2 separate regions of the Gossypium hirsutum genome follow, and region 2 is linked to region 1. Evidence: chromatin contacts called from public Hi-C data. All regions are on one chromosome and are shown on one strand. The core of a region is the stretch at or near the end of the contact, and the rest is flanking DNA. Distances in the headings are between cores, read along the strand shown.

Evidence for each region. Hi-C and Micro-C count contacts between places; a contact is called where the count stands out from the background.
Region 2: a contact with region 1 is called in a Hi-C map of leaf, with 3 times the contacts expected there. The contact joins the promoter of LOC107893638 here to the promoter of LOC107894501 in region 1. A contact is called at or near these places in 8 of 34 Hi-C or Micro-C datasets (callus, hypocotyl and leaf).

Annotation. Positions count from the first base shown.
Region 1 is chrA13:77,126,575-77,133,299 of Gossypium_hirsutum_v2.1, forward strand. LOC107894501 reads left to right here and starts at 2,845. Exons shown (of 5, transcript XM_016819770.1): 1 at 2,845-3,128; 2 at 3,553-3,742; 3 at 3,833-4,021; 4 at 4,121-4,357; 5 at 4,500-4,973. The coding sequence starts at 2,845. The coding sequence ends at 4,973. It overlaps LOC121212416 (a long non-coding RNA gene), which reads right to left and starts at 2,215. Exons shown (of 2, transcript XR_005907541.1): 1 at 1,098-2,215; 2 at 269-961.
Region 2 is chrA13:77,309,228-77,315,952 of Gossypium_hirsutum_v2.1, forward strand. LOC107893638 (E3 ubiquitin-protein ligase RFI2) reads left to right here and starts at 2,556. Exons shown (of 6, transcript XM_016818677.2): 1 at 2,556-3,107; 2 at 3,710-3,879; 3 at 4,248-4,306; 4 at 4,847-4,872; 5 at 4,975-5,359; 6 at 5,680-6,327. The coding sequence starts at 2,912. The coding sequence ends at 6,160. It overlaps LOC107893639 (serine/arginine-rich splicing factor SR30), which reads right to left. Exons shown (of 15, transcript XM_041085012.1): 15 at 6,637-6,725.

The DNA of each region.
Region 1 (6,725 bases), core at 1,595-4,094:
TTTGTCTAGTAGCTACTAGGTTTAGCATGGGCTCTATTGCTCTAGTGTCTGTTAGACCTAATCATGGGTCGGGTTGAGTTAATGCAAAATTTTAAGCTCATTTTCCGAGTTGAAAATAGTCTTAAAATTTTGCTCAAACTCAGCTTAGATAAAAAATACTAAACTCAAACTCAGCCCGCCTATATTAATTTTTTTTTGTATAAAAGTAAATTTAAAAAATATAATACATCAAATACACTAAAAATATTAAAATAATAACAGAAAAAAGTTTAGGAATGAAACCGAAGGATTAAATTATTCAAAAATCAAATTAGCATAAAATATAAGACTAAGGGTTTCCATGAAAGAGGCATCCGTTTTCAACGTTCCATCCGACGGTCGGACTGATATCGGTACTTTCACTGAGGAGGAACGCAACACCAAAAAAGTCAGATTTAAAGTGGTGGGAGAGGATTCAATGGATAACATGGTGGTCGACACGACTCCAGTGAAAGAAGTTTCTTGGAAAGAGATGCTTCTGGGAAGGAATGGTTTTGAATCTGGTGATGGTGCCTCTGATGGAGACCTCATAATTGAAGATAGTGACATTCTTCGATCCTCTATTAATGGAATCCCTGCCATTAACTTCTCGGAGCGCTTAAAGAATATTTTGATTAGGGATATGGAGACTACCGTCGTGGTCAAGTTGTTGGGAAGGAACATAGGTTACGGGGTGTTACACAATTGTATTTCTAGCCTTTGGAAACCCTCCCAACCTTTTCGACTGATGGACATCGAGAACGGATATTACCTTGTCAGATTCTAAAGCAGAGTTGACTATGATCTGGCTCTGACTCAAGGCCCTTGGATAGTGTTTGGACACTATCTAACCGTTCAGCCATGGACAATCGAGTTTGATCCACTGAAACCTTTTCCTAGCGTGGTTACCACCTGGATCCGTTTTTCAGGATTGCTGGGTTTCCTGTATAAGAAAATGATATTAGAGGAGATAGGGAGCTTGGTGGAAAAGTGATGAAGCTAGACTTCAAGACGGATAGTGGTGCAAGAGGCCAATTTTCTAGAATGGCGGTGTCGGTTGATTTGAAAAAGCCACTTACCTCACAAGTCTCGATCAACGGGTGAATCCAAAGAGTGGAATTTGAAGCTTTTCCCACGGTATATTTTCATTGTGGTAAATATGGCCATTTAAAAAATTCTTGTCCTTTTTTTTTGGCAGAACGGAGCATGCAAGGGGAGAAGGAAGACGCTCCTGTGACGGTGGACAAAGATGCAGATTCGGTGACGATGGCTGAGGCCTTTGGCCCGTGGATGGTAGTCCAGCGTAAATCTAGGCGCAACCAAGCCAGAAAGCCAAATCATCACACAAAAGTTACGGAAGGAAATCCCGATGGATCAAGATTCACGGCGTTATTCACTGAAAATAATCAATTGGCAGATTTGGGGGCTAGGAAATCAAGGGCTGATAATTCGGGGGCTAAAATTTTGGGGTTGAAGGAGGTTGCCTTTAAACAAGGAGATTTTATCAAGAAATTAAAAGAAAACAAGCCTGAGGGAAATTATGGGCATCGGGCTGAAGGAAATAAAGGTAAGGAAATAGTGGGCCATAACTGATTTATTGGGCTTAAGGATAAAGCTAGTGGGTTAGTCCATTTGGAAGTTGAACAAGGAAAAGCTGGACAAGGTCAGACGCATGGGGATTTAATTTTAGAAAATAATATTAGCTCCAATACGGACGGGTCACAACCCATTTTGACAGGCAAGCTGATTTTAAATGATTCAAGACACTTAGACCATATTGTGTAGTCGGGTCCCACACCGATTTCAAAAAATAAAAACTTCTCCCTGCACTTTAATCCCATTTTCGAATGACCTATGGAGTCAGAGGTGATTTTATATTTTAACGTGTTAGATCCCGAAAGACATTCGGCCGTTATTTTTAAAGGAAATTCAGATCACAAGACCGTAGTTACTGAGTTAAATAATAGACCAACTGACTCTAGTATCTTGTCAGCTCCTTCAAAAGGACATGGACTTGATAATAAAAAAGTAAGTGGGCGTAGTGGTAGAGTGCTAAATAAGACAATTCGACGACGGGGGAGACGTTTTAAAATTGCTAGAAATTCGCGTGTCTCACTCATTGATGATATGAATTCCATGGCAAAACTTATTGGTGAGCAAGTAGAGACCCTTACTGACATGGTTAGTACCAACGAGAAAGGAGATAAAGCTTCCATTGGCCTTTGAAAGGTTAGTCCTCTTACTTTTAATTTATTATTTATGAATTTTACTATTTTTTCTTGGAATTATTAGGGTTGTGCTAGTTCGAAGTTTACTTGGGTTTTTCATGAATACAATCAGGAACATAAACCTGATTTGATCAGTCTTATCGAAACAATGGTCAGTGAGGGAAAAGCTGATTCAATTATTATGAAGCTCGGGTTTCATTACTCACATCGTGTCAAGGCAGTGGGCTTTTCAAGTGGTATTTGGATTGGTTGGAAAGAATCCATTTGTGTGGAGGTTCTTAAAAACCATTCGCAATTTGTGTTAGTCAGAATTTCTGGTACCTCTTCTAGGCAGCCTCTTTTGGTCACTTTCGTGTATGCCAGCTCGAATTATAGTAAACGGAGACTTTTGTGAGAGACTTTACAGAGAACTATTCCTGTGGATGGGTCTCCATGGATGGCGATTGGTGACTTTAATGCTATTCTTTCTCCTTTTGAAAAGAGAGGGGGCCGGACTCTAGGAAAAAGATGTCCTTTTTTGGGTGAACTTTTGGGCTCCGCCTTGTTGCAAGACTTAGGCTTTAGTGGACCGCAATTCACTTGGCAGTGATGGGGGATTATGGAGCGTCTGGATAGGGCTATCTGCAACAATGCTTGGTTCACTCTTTTTCCTAATTCTTTGGTGACCCATTTACCACGACTTAAATCGGACCATAGACCCCTTGAGTTTTCTTTGATGCCAGCTATTCATTCCTCTCAAGGGCGTCCGTTTAGATTTCTAGCAGGTTGGGTTGAACATCCTGCGTTCTCGGATTTTGTTAAAGAGAATTGGAAGGTTTCATCTAACATGTCGACGGTTCATTCTGAGTTTACTGATCAAGTCAAAAGATGGAACAAAGTTGTGTATGGTCACATTCCTACCTGAAAGAGGTTTCTGACAAAGAAACTTCACAACATTAAGATCGAGCACAGCAGAAGAAACTCGGCTTTTCTTAGTCAAGTTGAGTCAGAGGTTAGAGAAGATTTGGAAAATGTATTGTATCATGAAGAGATTCTTTGGCGACAGAAAGCTCGATGCGTCTAGCTAACCTTGAGGGATTGCAACACTAAATTTTTTCATACTCGAACTCTGAGAAGAAGGAAGCAGGATCAAATCACCACTTTAAAAAATGATTTGGGGGAATGGATCATGGATGAGGAGCAGCTAAAGACTGAAGCGGTCAATTTCTTTAAAGCTTTATATGGCGAACACCCCAGTCCTGTGAGAGGCTTACCCTTGAACGCTTTCCCCACCTCTTCGTGATGAAGATTTTAACCTCCTTAATAGGCCAGTTTTTGATGAGGAAATCAAAACCGCTTCGTTTGACATGGCTCCTTTGAAAGCTCCAATAAGTGATGGTTTTCACGTCCTTTTCTACCAAAGCCAGTGGGATCATGTTGACACCTCCGTTTTTAGTTGGGTTAAAGGTATTTTTGCTGGTAAGAGTATTGATTCAGAATTAAATAATTCGCTTATTGTTCTTATTCCTAAGACCCATAATCCGGAAGGCTTTGCCTAGTTTCGGCCAATCAATTTGTGTTCTGTTCTTTATAAACTGATTATGAAGATTATTGCTAACCGTTTTAAAGTGGTTTTCCCCAAGCTTATTGCTCCTGAACAGACTGGTTTCTTAGCAGGACAAAACATCACTGATGATATTGTAATTGCTCAAGAGGTTATCCACTCTATGAGAAGCTTACAAAAAAATAGGAGGTGGATGACCATCAAAATAGACCTGGAAAATGCCTATGGTCGAGTGCGCTGGGATTTCATTGACTCGTCGCTCCAAGCTACAGGTATTCCTAATTTTTTACGTAATGTTATTATGTTTGTAATTTTCAGTTCTACTATGCAGGTGTTGTGGAACGGGGTTCCAACTACGAAATTTCAACCAACCAGAGGTGTTCGTCAAGGTTGTCCTTTATCACCGTATTTATTCATTTTGTGTAAGGAATGGCTGAGTCATAGTATTCAGGCTGCCATAGGTGTTGGCAATCGGTCCCCCATTCGCCTGGTTCGCAATGGTCCACCACTTTCTCATATTTTCTTCGCGGATAATTTGATTCTCTTTGGTCATGCTGAGGAACATCAGGTTCTGATCATTAAGAATATTCTTGATGATTTTTGTAGTTACTCTGGTCATAGGATTAATAAGAGGAAGACAAATATTTTTTTTCTCCAAAGGCATCAATGGCAACGTAAGGCGAAATATCAACAACTTTTTTGGTTTTCAGGAAGTGAGTAATTTGGGGCTTTACTTAGGTGTTCCCCTATTCTACGAGAGGGTTACAAATTATACTTTACATTTTGTGGTAGATAAGGTGCGCAACAAGCTGTCTAGCTGGGACGCTAGGCAACTTTCCTTGGTAGGTAGGGTGACCTTAGCTCAATCTATCCTTCTGTCGATCCCAAGTTACTTCATGCAGACAATGATGATCCCTACAGGGTTGTGTGATGAGATCGAAAATATAGTGCAGAAATTTGTTTGGGGTTCCACTAATGGCAACACTAAAATAGTCTTGGTGAGTTGGGATTCAGTATGTCAACCGAAAGCTCATGGAGACCTTGGTCTGAGACACCTAGAAGATCATAATACTTCTTTCATGATGAATATGGGTTTTAACATTGTCTCTAATACTAATGCTTTATGGGTTCGGGTTATTCGGACTAAGTATGACATTCCAGTGGATTACCCCAGAATATATTGAGGGGGCGTTGTTCGTTCCTTTGGAGATCCATTGCTAAGGTATGGCCCCTTATCTATGAAAACATTTCTTGGTCCATTGGAGATGGTAAGAATATCCAATGTTGGCGATATCCTTGGATCCCAAATGGTGGTCCCTTATTATCTTATATCCCATGCTCTTCTAACCTTAATATGGATTGTACACTTAGTAACATGATTGCAGGTGATGGATCGTGGAACTTAGATCTTTTTTGTTTATGGGTTCTAGAAGAAATCATTCATAAAATTGTTGGAATTCCACATCCGCACCCTTCCTCGGGACTTGACAAAATAGCATGGGGGCTACCTCGACTGGATTATTTTCCATCAAAACTGCCTATGAGAAGATCTGAGCTGGTTCATTGAATCCTAAAGAACGCATTTGGGAGATGCCTTGGAGGTTTAGAGGTCCTCAGCGAATTCAGTATTTCTTATGGCTCGCGCTTAAGCATCGCCTTCTAACGAATGCCGAAAGGACAAGCAGAGGTATTGGGAATAGCAGTGGTTGTGGATTTTGCAAACATGATTGTGAGGATTTACTTCATGTACTTCGCGACTGTTCTGCAGCTAGAATCATCTGGGACAATATTATCCCAGAAGAAAGGCGATTCAAGTTTTACATTAGTTCTCTCCATAATTGGTTGATGGTTAATCTCACAAATAATTTCTTTTTTTCTTTAGATGGTGTAGATTGGCCATGCCTTTTTGGGATTATTGCTTGGCGCATCTGGAAGAACCGCAACTTCTTTATTTTTTAAGACTTTTCTTGGAGTTATGAAGAAATCCTCAAAGTTTCATGTAGTTTGGCTAAGCAATATCTATTAGTTTCAAAACCAGCTCATCACATGGAGTGTAACGCCTCAAAAATCCCGAAATCCTAAATTTTCTTAGTTTTTGATTTTGATAAAAATTGTGTTTAATATTCTTATCCAAGCGATAATTTTAGTAGGTCTTAGATAAGGTTTGAGTTCGAACCTAGGAATAAATGAAATTATAGTTTAGATATTAAAAGAATCAGGGCTGGCAAGTAGTTGGGCTTTTAAATAAAGTTAGGGGAAATAGTATAAAAAAAAGAGCCTGTGATGGAGTGGCTAAGTGATGCCACATAAGGTGTAGTGAGGTGGCGTTAGTAGCTAGCAAAGAGGTCCAAGGTTCGAATCCTAGTTTAGTATTTTTAGAGTTTAATTTTGGCCTTCTAGAAGGATGGAAGTTTAATTTTGGCCTTCTAGAAGGATGGAAGTGGTGTGAAGATGGACTCTAAGGGGAGTGTTTAGAAGAGAAAATTGAGGAAATGATCAAGGGGTTATCAGGGAGAAAAACGAGGAAATGAGAAGTGAGGAGTAAGTGGAGCTGAAGCGGGAACTTGGGCTTGAAGAATTTGGCTATAGGGCTATAAATAGGTGCCGAATGGGAGGATTGAAAAGCTAATGCCGAATTTCCCTTCACTTTGTGCCAGAAACCCTTTTTCTCTAAAAATCTGAAAACCTTTTTCTTTTCTTTCTTTGTGTCGAATTCTTATTCCTCCTCTACTCAATATTTTCTTTGCTTTAGCAGATTCTTCTTCATCTCTTCTTTGGTGCTGAGTAATCAATTGTTGCCATTGAAATCTCTAAGAGCCGAATACCGTTGGTGCTACCACTACTCTTTCAACCCAGTCGATTCTAGTGTAAGTGTTCGTTCTCCCAATCGATTTTTGATAAGTATCAAGTATTCGATCCCTCACTTCTTTCTAATC
Region 2 (6,725 bases), core at 1,306-3,805, 180 kb after region 1:
CTAATTACTATTTTACCCTTAATAATATCATCACAATAAACTAATTATTAACCTTTAACTGTCCATATAAATTTATTATGGTCTAAATACCATATAAGTCCTCCCATATTTACTAATTAAACCATTTATTTAATAAATTTCAATAGTGATTAAGTTTTACAACTTTTACGATTTAATCCTTTTTCCTTAATTAACTAACCAAACATTAAAATTTCCAAACCGAACTTTCACATACCAAAATAATAACTCTGTAAATATTTTATGGGCTTAGTTTATAAAAACGAGGTCTCGATACCTCATTTTTCACAACTACTTGACTTTAAAAGCAACTTATTTGAACTTAACTATTTGTTCAACTAGCAAAAATTTATCAAATCAAAATTCAATATAAACTATGTTTGACTCATATAAAATAAATAACAATAAAATAAGAAATCAGTGTCAAAATTGTGGTCCCGAAACCATTGTTTTCGACTCCACTGAAAACGAGTTGTTACATTGTAGGATCTTTGGAAAATGGTATTTATACCCTCTAATTCATTTCCAAATGTTGGGGTTGTTGTAGAAGTTAATAGAGTCATTGGGGATGAAAATACCAGATGATTAAATTCACCTGCAACAACGAGTATCGATACTTGCTAACAAGGTATCGGTAATTTTTACATTTAATGCAAAGTTTAGTGACCATTGTAGCTAAAGATATCGATACCAATGGGCTTTTATCTATACCATATGAAAAATATCGATACTGGATCGATACTTAGCTAAATTGCTTGAAAACAAAATGTCGATTTGGTATCGATTTTTTTAAAACTATTGATACTTACTGACTTGTTTTAAAAAAATTTTAACTTGGTTGAAAATGTTTAACTCAATTGAAACCATTTTAACTTGATTTTATCATTTTGTCAATTTTGTTCAACTTCAACTTTTATTCAAAAATATTTTAATTTGTTATATCAAAACATATTATCAAATAAAGCTAGTTTAACAAATAATAATAAAATCAAGATAGTTATCTATTTTTTATTTTTGAAAATTTACACACCTTAAAATATTATCTACTTTCCAATGGCTTATCACTTCTGTGATAAACTACTCATATCTCTTGAACAAAAAAAAAAACCATATATATAATTACAAGAGTTAATTGCACTATATATATCCAAACTATGATCTCATTCTAAATTAGTCCCTAAACTTTAAAAAATTATAATTACATTTCTAAATTATAAATGTTCTATCAATAAGGTCCTTTTGTTATTAAAATTATTATTTTAACTACTAAATTAAATATAATATCTAATGTGCCATAATTTAAAATGAGACAGTTGAGACCTTGATTGAGGATTTTGATAGTTCTAATCAAGTTGGGGCACTAGTATGGCTTTAGGGGTAATGGTTATAGTACTAAGGTGGTGGGTATTGGTAGTAGTGTTGATAGGAGTTGAATTGTGCATGTTGACATTCTTGGGTGACTTTGTGTGGTGCTTGTTTGGGCTGGCCACGATTAGTATTTTTTGGAGGTGTTTAATGATCGACACGAGGCTTACACTTAGTGGTTGAAGAAACATTGGTATTTAAAACATCAAAATTAATTAAATAAATTGTTAGAAAATTTTAATCTCTTGATAATGTCAACAGATTTATTATTATAATATTGAAATTAATTAAAATAATTAATTTAATCTCCTTATAAAATTTAAATTTGTATTTTATGTTTTTAAATTAACCTTAATGAAGTCAACTTAAATAACTCATCTTTAATAATTCTCTATAAAACTAAGTTTTTTTAGATTCTATTATTTTAAATTTTTCATGATAAGCTAAAAGTTAAAAAAAAAACTTTGCAATTAAATAATTTTATCTTCTATGCCAAACAAAATACATATTTTTTTAATCAATTATTTACCTAAACAAAGAACAATCAATTAATTTAATTAATTGTAGGGATTTTCTTTGCTTTTGGCTTAGCATAGAAGATTTAAGATCATATAATCAAAAGAAATTTAAGTTTCATAGACAATTATTAAATATGAATTATTTAAGTTGATTTCTTAATAAAATTCTAAACGTTAGGAGATTAAATTAATTATTTAAATATTAAAATAACAAACTATCAAGGGATAACAAATTTGAACAATTTATTTATTTGATTTTGATGTTTTGAAATTTAAATTTTTAATATTAAAAAAAATTAAAATTTTTGGTAATGGATAAATAACAATTTGATAATTTTTTACACATCATCTTAATTTCTATCGCTTTTTTTGCTTTAATCTTTTAAAAAAAATTTAAAAATAATTTCTTTTAATGTGAAAATGATTTGACATGTACCTCAATTGTGATAAAAAATTTAACATTTGAGTAATTAAAATTAAAGCCTTCTCTAACGGTAGTGATGAAATTGTAAAGATTTTTTTGAGTAACCAAAATAAAAGCAGCCTAAAATTTTGGCTAATTGAGTAGTTTAAACTTAAAAAAATTATTTTTAGGAAATAACGTTTCTTTTCTACCATGTTTTAAATAAAAATTTCTAAAAATAAAAGAAGGAAAACGAAAACGTTGTAAAATAAGAGAAAAAAAAATTGAAATAGAAGGACATTTAAAAAGAAAAATAAGAGTTCAACTTAATTTCTCATTTTTCTCGTAAGCCTTCCAAAAAAGGAAAATCTAAATTCTGTTCTTCTATGGTCAATCAATAAAGGAATTTAAGACGACGAGTCTTTTTTCTTCTTTTTTTTTTTTTAGTAATTTTATCTGGTTGGAATCGGAGGTTGTGTTAGTAAATTGAGGAGGTGGAGGAGGAGGAAGAGGGGCTGATTTTACCTTTCTTTTTTCTTAATTTTAGGTAATTTAGGTTTTGAGATTCCGGGGGTGTATTAATTTTAACTTTATAACTGTTTTAATTATGGGATTAAGGAGCAATAGTGTGGATGATGTAGTGGTGGAAGACGGTGACGGAGGTGATGGTGGCGGTAATGTTGATTGCAGAAATGGAGGGAAGTCTTTCGGCTCGGTTTCATGCTCGATTTGCCTCGAAACGGTTACTGATAATGGAGATCGATCGTGGGCTAATCTTCAATGTGGTCATCAATTTCATTTGGGTGAGTCAAAATTCTCAAGATTTTGCAGCTGATTTTGTCAAGAAATCTTTTCTAAAAAAAATGGGATTGAAGATCTGGGCTCAATTTTCCTCAGTTAATTTCACGGATGCCTTTAATTGATCATGTATATGAGAACTTTTGAACTTCTTATTTTTAATTTTTCAATTTTTGCTATTCTTTTAGCTGGATATGATAGTTTAGCTTCATAGAAAAGCATAACTAGTTGAATGAGACGCAATCTAATGGATTTTAGATATTCCAATAAATTGTTCATTTTTGTGGGTCTATTGCTTTGGCTGATTGGATGATCAGAGTGAATGTTGTATTGCAATCAGTTTCCCCAGATTATTAGTGTCGAAGGGTACCAAGTTAGAAGAAAAAAATTTTTGTCTTTAGTTTCACTGATTTTATCGATATGTTTTGATGAACAACAGCTTGAGAGGGGTAATTTGATGGACATTAGTCGAATTTGAAGGATTTTAGAGTATTCTGTATGTTACATTTGTTGTTTTTGGCAGACTGTGTAAGAAAATGATTGTTTAAAATCCTTTTTTTTAAGGTTCTAATTTATTATTTATATGTTTTTTAATTATTATTTTCAGATTGCATTGGTTCAGCATTCAATATAAAGGGTGCCATGCAATGCCCTAACTGTAGAAAAATTGAAAAAGGTCAATGGCTTTATGCCAATGGTTGCCGTTCAAACCCAGAATTTAGTGTGGATGATTTGACACATGATGACGACATTTATGATCTAAGTTTCTCTGAAATGGTAATGGAGTAACATTGCTATGCGAATTCTTTACATATAATTTCTGGCTTCATGCCATACCTAAATGACTTTTTATTGCCTTACTTACGGTTCCACCATCCTATTTATTGATTTATTGAGTGATATGTGTTTTTTTTGAGCTCTTAGTTAATAAACCAAAGTTCTTTCACTGATTTAAACTAATCTTCATTATCTAGGTATGTTTTAAGTACAATAATTTCTGCCCAAAGTTCTTTGCAAACCTATACAATCATGTCTCCATGTTAGTGTTTGTTGTTTGCTTTCTTTATTTGCGTACACTTTAGGCTGACAGATGAGTTGAGTTGAAATCCATTTGCTGCTTACTTATTTTGGCTTTTTCTTTGTAGTCATTTGGAGTTCATTGGTGTCCATTTGGAAGCTTAGCACAACTTCCTTCATCATTTGAGTAAGCATTTTCTCAATTATTAAAGGTTGAATCGGAGTAGTTTTCTGCTTCAATTTCTATGCTGAGAAGTGATGGTCAGTTGTCTGTTCTTCACATCAAATGTTTGCCACCTTGTGCTTTTTGTTTTTTAAGGGTTAATCTTTGCTATAAAGAGAGAGAGAGACAGAGAGACAGAGAGTTTGGTGGAAATTTTGGGAGAGAGTTGGCATCTTCTTAGTTAGAAACTGATTTAGAAGTTGAGAAAAGGTTCATCCTCTGCTTATTATTTGCGGTAACAAGGCTCTGGAATTTAAGTTAGTCCGAGACAAATGGACCTAATTTTAACAGCTGGAACAGTAACAGTGAAATGGCGCCCTCTTTAGTAAGATTTATATGAATAAATGCCCAAACCTAAATATGTTAGTGCCATGGGCGCGTGTACAATTCTCCTTTCATTTCTTTACACATCATTACATTTTTGTTTGCTTAGTTTTGTTTGCCGTGGTCAAGTTCCAACTATTATCTTTCCTTAATGTGTCATTTTCTTCTGTTATTTTTCAGGCAGGGAGAGCTTTTGTCTACAACATGTAAGATATTTCCTTGTTTTATTAAGTAATGCTTGTTATTGTGGGTTTTATTAGTGAAGGTGTCTGGCCTAATATGCTGATATGAGTTATATTGGAATGCAGATCATGAGTTACTGGGACAACATGCTATCTTTGCTGAACATTCTTCTTCTGCTACTCATCCATGCCAATATATAGCTTACTTTGGGCCAACGATTCATCCCTCTTCCTCAAATTCCAGTGGAACTATTCCAGATAGTTCTAGCTTCCAGAGTCACTGGAATGGTCCGTCTGTGCCTAGTGAGATACCTCCATCTTATGCTTTTCCTGCAATGAATCTCCATTATCAAGGTTGGGAGCACCATTCCGCTCCATTCTCTACATCTAACCGTCGAATTGGTGGTTCCGGTCAACCTTCAATTCCACCTGTCAGTCAAAGGTCTGCCAGGAACAGTTCAGATATGCCAAGACCAGGAACTTTTATGCATCCATTTGTTGCTGGCCACAGGTATAGCCCAAAGTAATGGAATCTTTTCATTTGATTTGAGTTTTCACTGCTTTTCGCTTGTTCTTTTATGGAAGATGCAAAATACATCATGTTCTCTTTCCTCACAGTCCTTACGGGAACTCCAAAAAAGGCTTAAATAAGACATTGGGAAAACATAGAGCTTGATTTTTTGGAATGTTGCTTCGTTTGTTGGACAAAATTATCATTCCAAAATATAGAAACATTTAGTTAAGAGGGTTACATTTTCTAAGGATATAGACATCAAACAGAATGGTTTTGTTATTTCTCAGCTGATAATTTCAAATGCTGCATTTCCACAGTTCTGGTACTAGAACAGCAAGTGCAGTTGCTTCCTCATTTATCCCTCCTTACCCTGGTAGCAATGCCCGGGCTCGTGATAGAGTTCAAGCTCTTCAGGCATACTATCAACACCACCACCCTAGCAGCTTGCCAGCATTACGGACACCCATTGTTTCTGGCTCCCGAAGGCTGGGCAGCCATAGAAGTCATGGTCATGGTCATGTTGGACCAGTGGCCTCTTCATCTGACCATGTGGGTGGCTTCTATTTCATTCCATCAGGTACTTCAGGTGGCCGGAGCTTTCAAGAGCCTGAAAACCCTATGTCATCTCAGTTCCATGCTTGGGAAAGAGACCATTTATCATCATTTTCACTAAGCCAGGTTGAGAGAGATCCAGGTTGGGGTGCACTCCATGAGGCTGCCACCAGTGGTTCAGATCCCGGATGCAGCTTCCGCCAGAGGCTTGGATCTGAGAGGCCACCTTCACAAAGTCGTTCATAGTGTTTTATTCCTTTATACCCCCTCCTGGGTGAAGCAAACTAAATATTCTATGAATGAAACCATAATGTTATGTATGCTTGAGAGACGGATGAACGAATGCTCAAATCTCTGGATCCTGGCTGGCTGAAAAACTGTGTTAAAGTGACCCGAAAACGATCTTTATGATAGCCTTGGCGGTGTGCTTGACTCGGTCTCTACTTCCTTTGGCTTTGAGGATATAAAATAATTAAAAGAAAAAAGAATAACGTTTGATGGTAAAGATGGATTTTAAGCTTTACTTGATGGGTGTAGGTTATTTTACCATTGATTTCTAAAATAAACTAGTTTTCCAAACCAAACTAAAAGTACAAACAAACAGCTTGCTTCCGATTTTCAAGTTAAATCAGAAAGCTAAAAATTCTAATGACTGTTAAATTTAAATGGATATATTCATAATCTAAGTTTAATGTATTCCATAAAATATTAATGAAAATATCTAAAATAAAATCCGTAATGTTTATAATATTAGAATTAGAAGCTGTAAAATTGGTGGATCCAGAGAATGTTTTCTCCCTCCCATGCATTA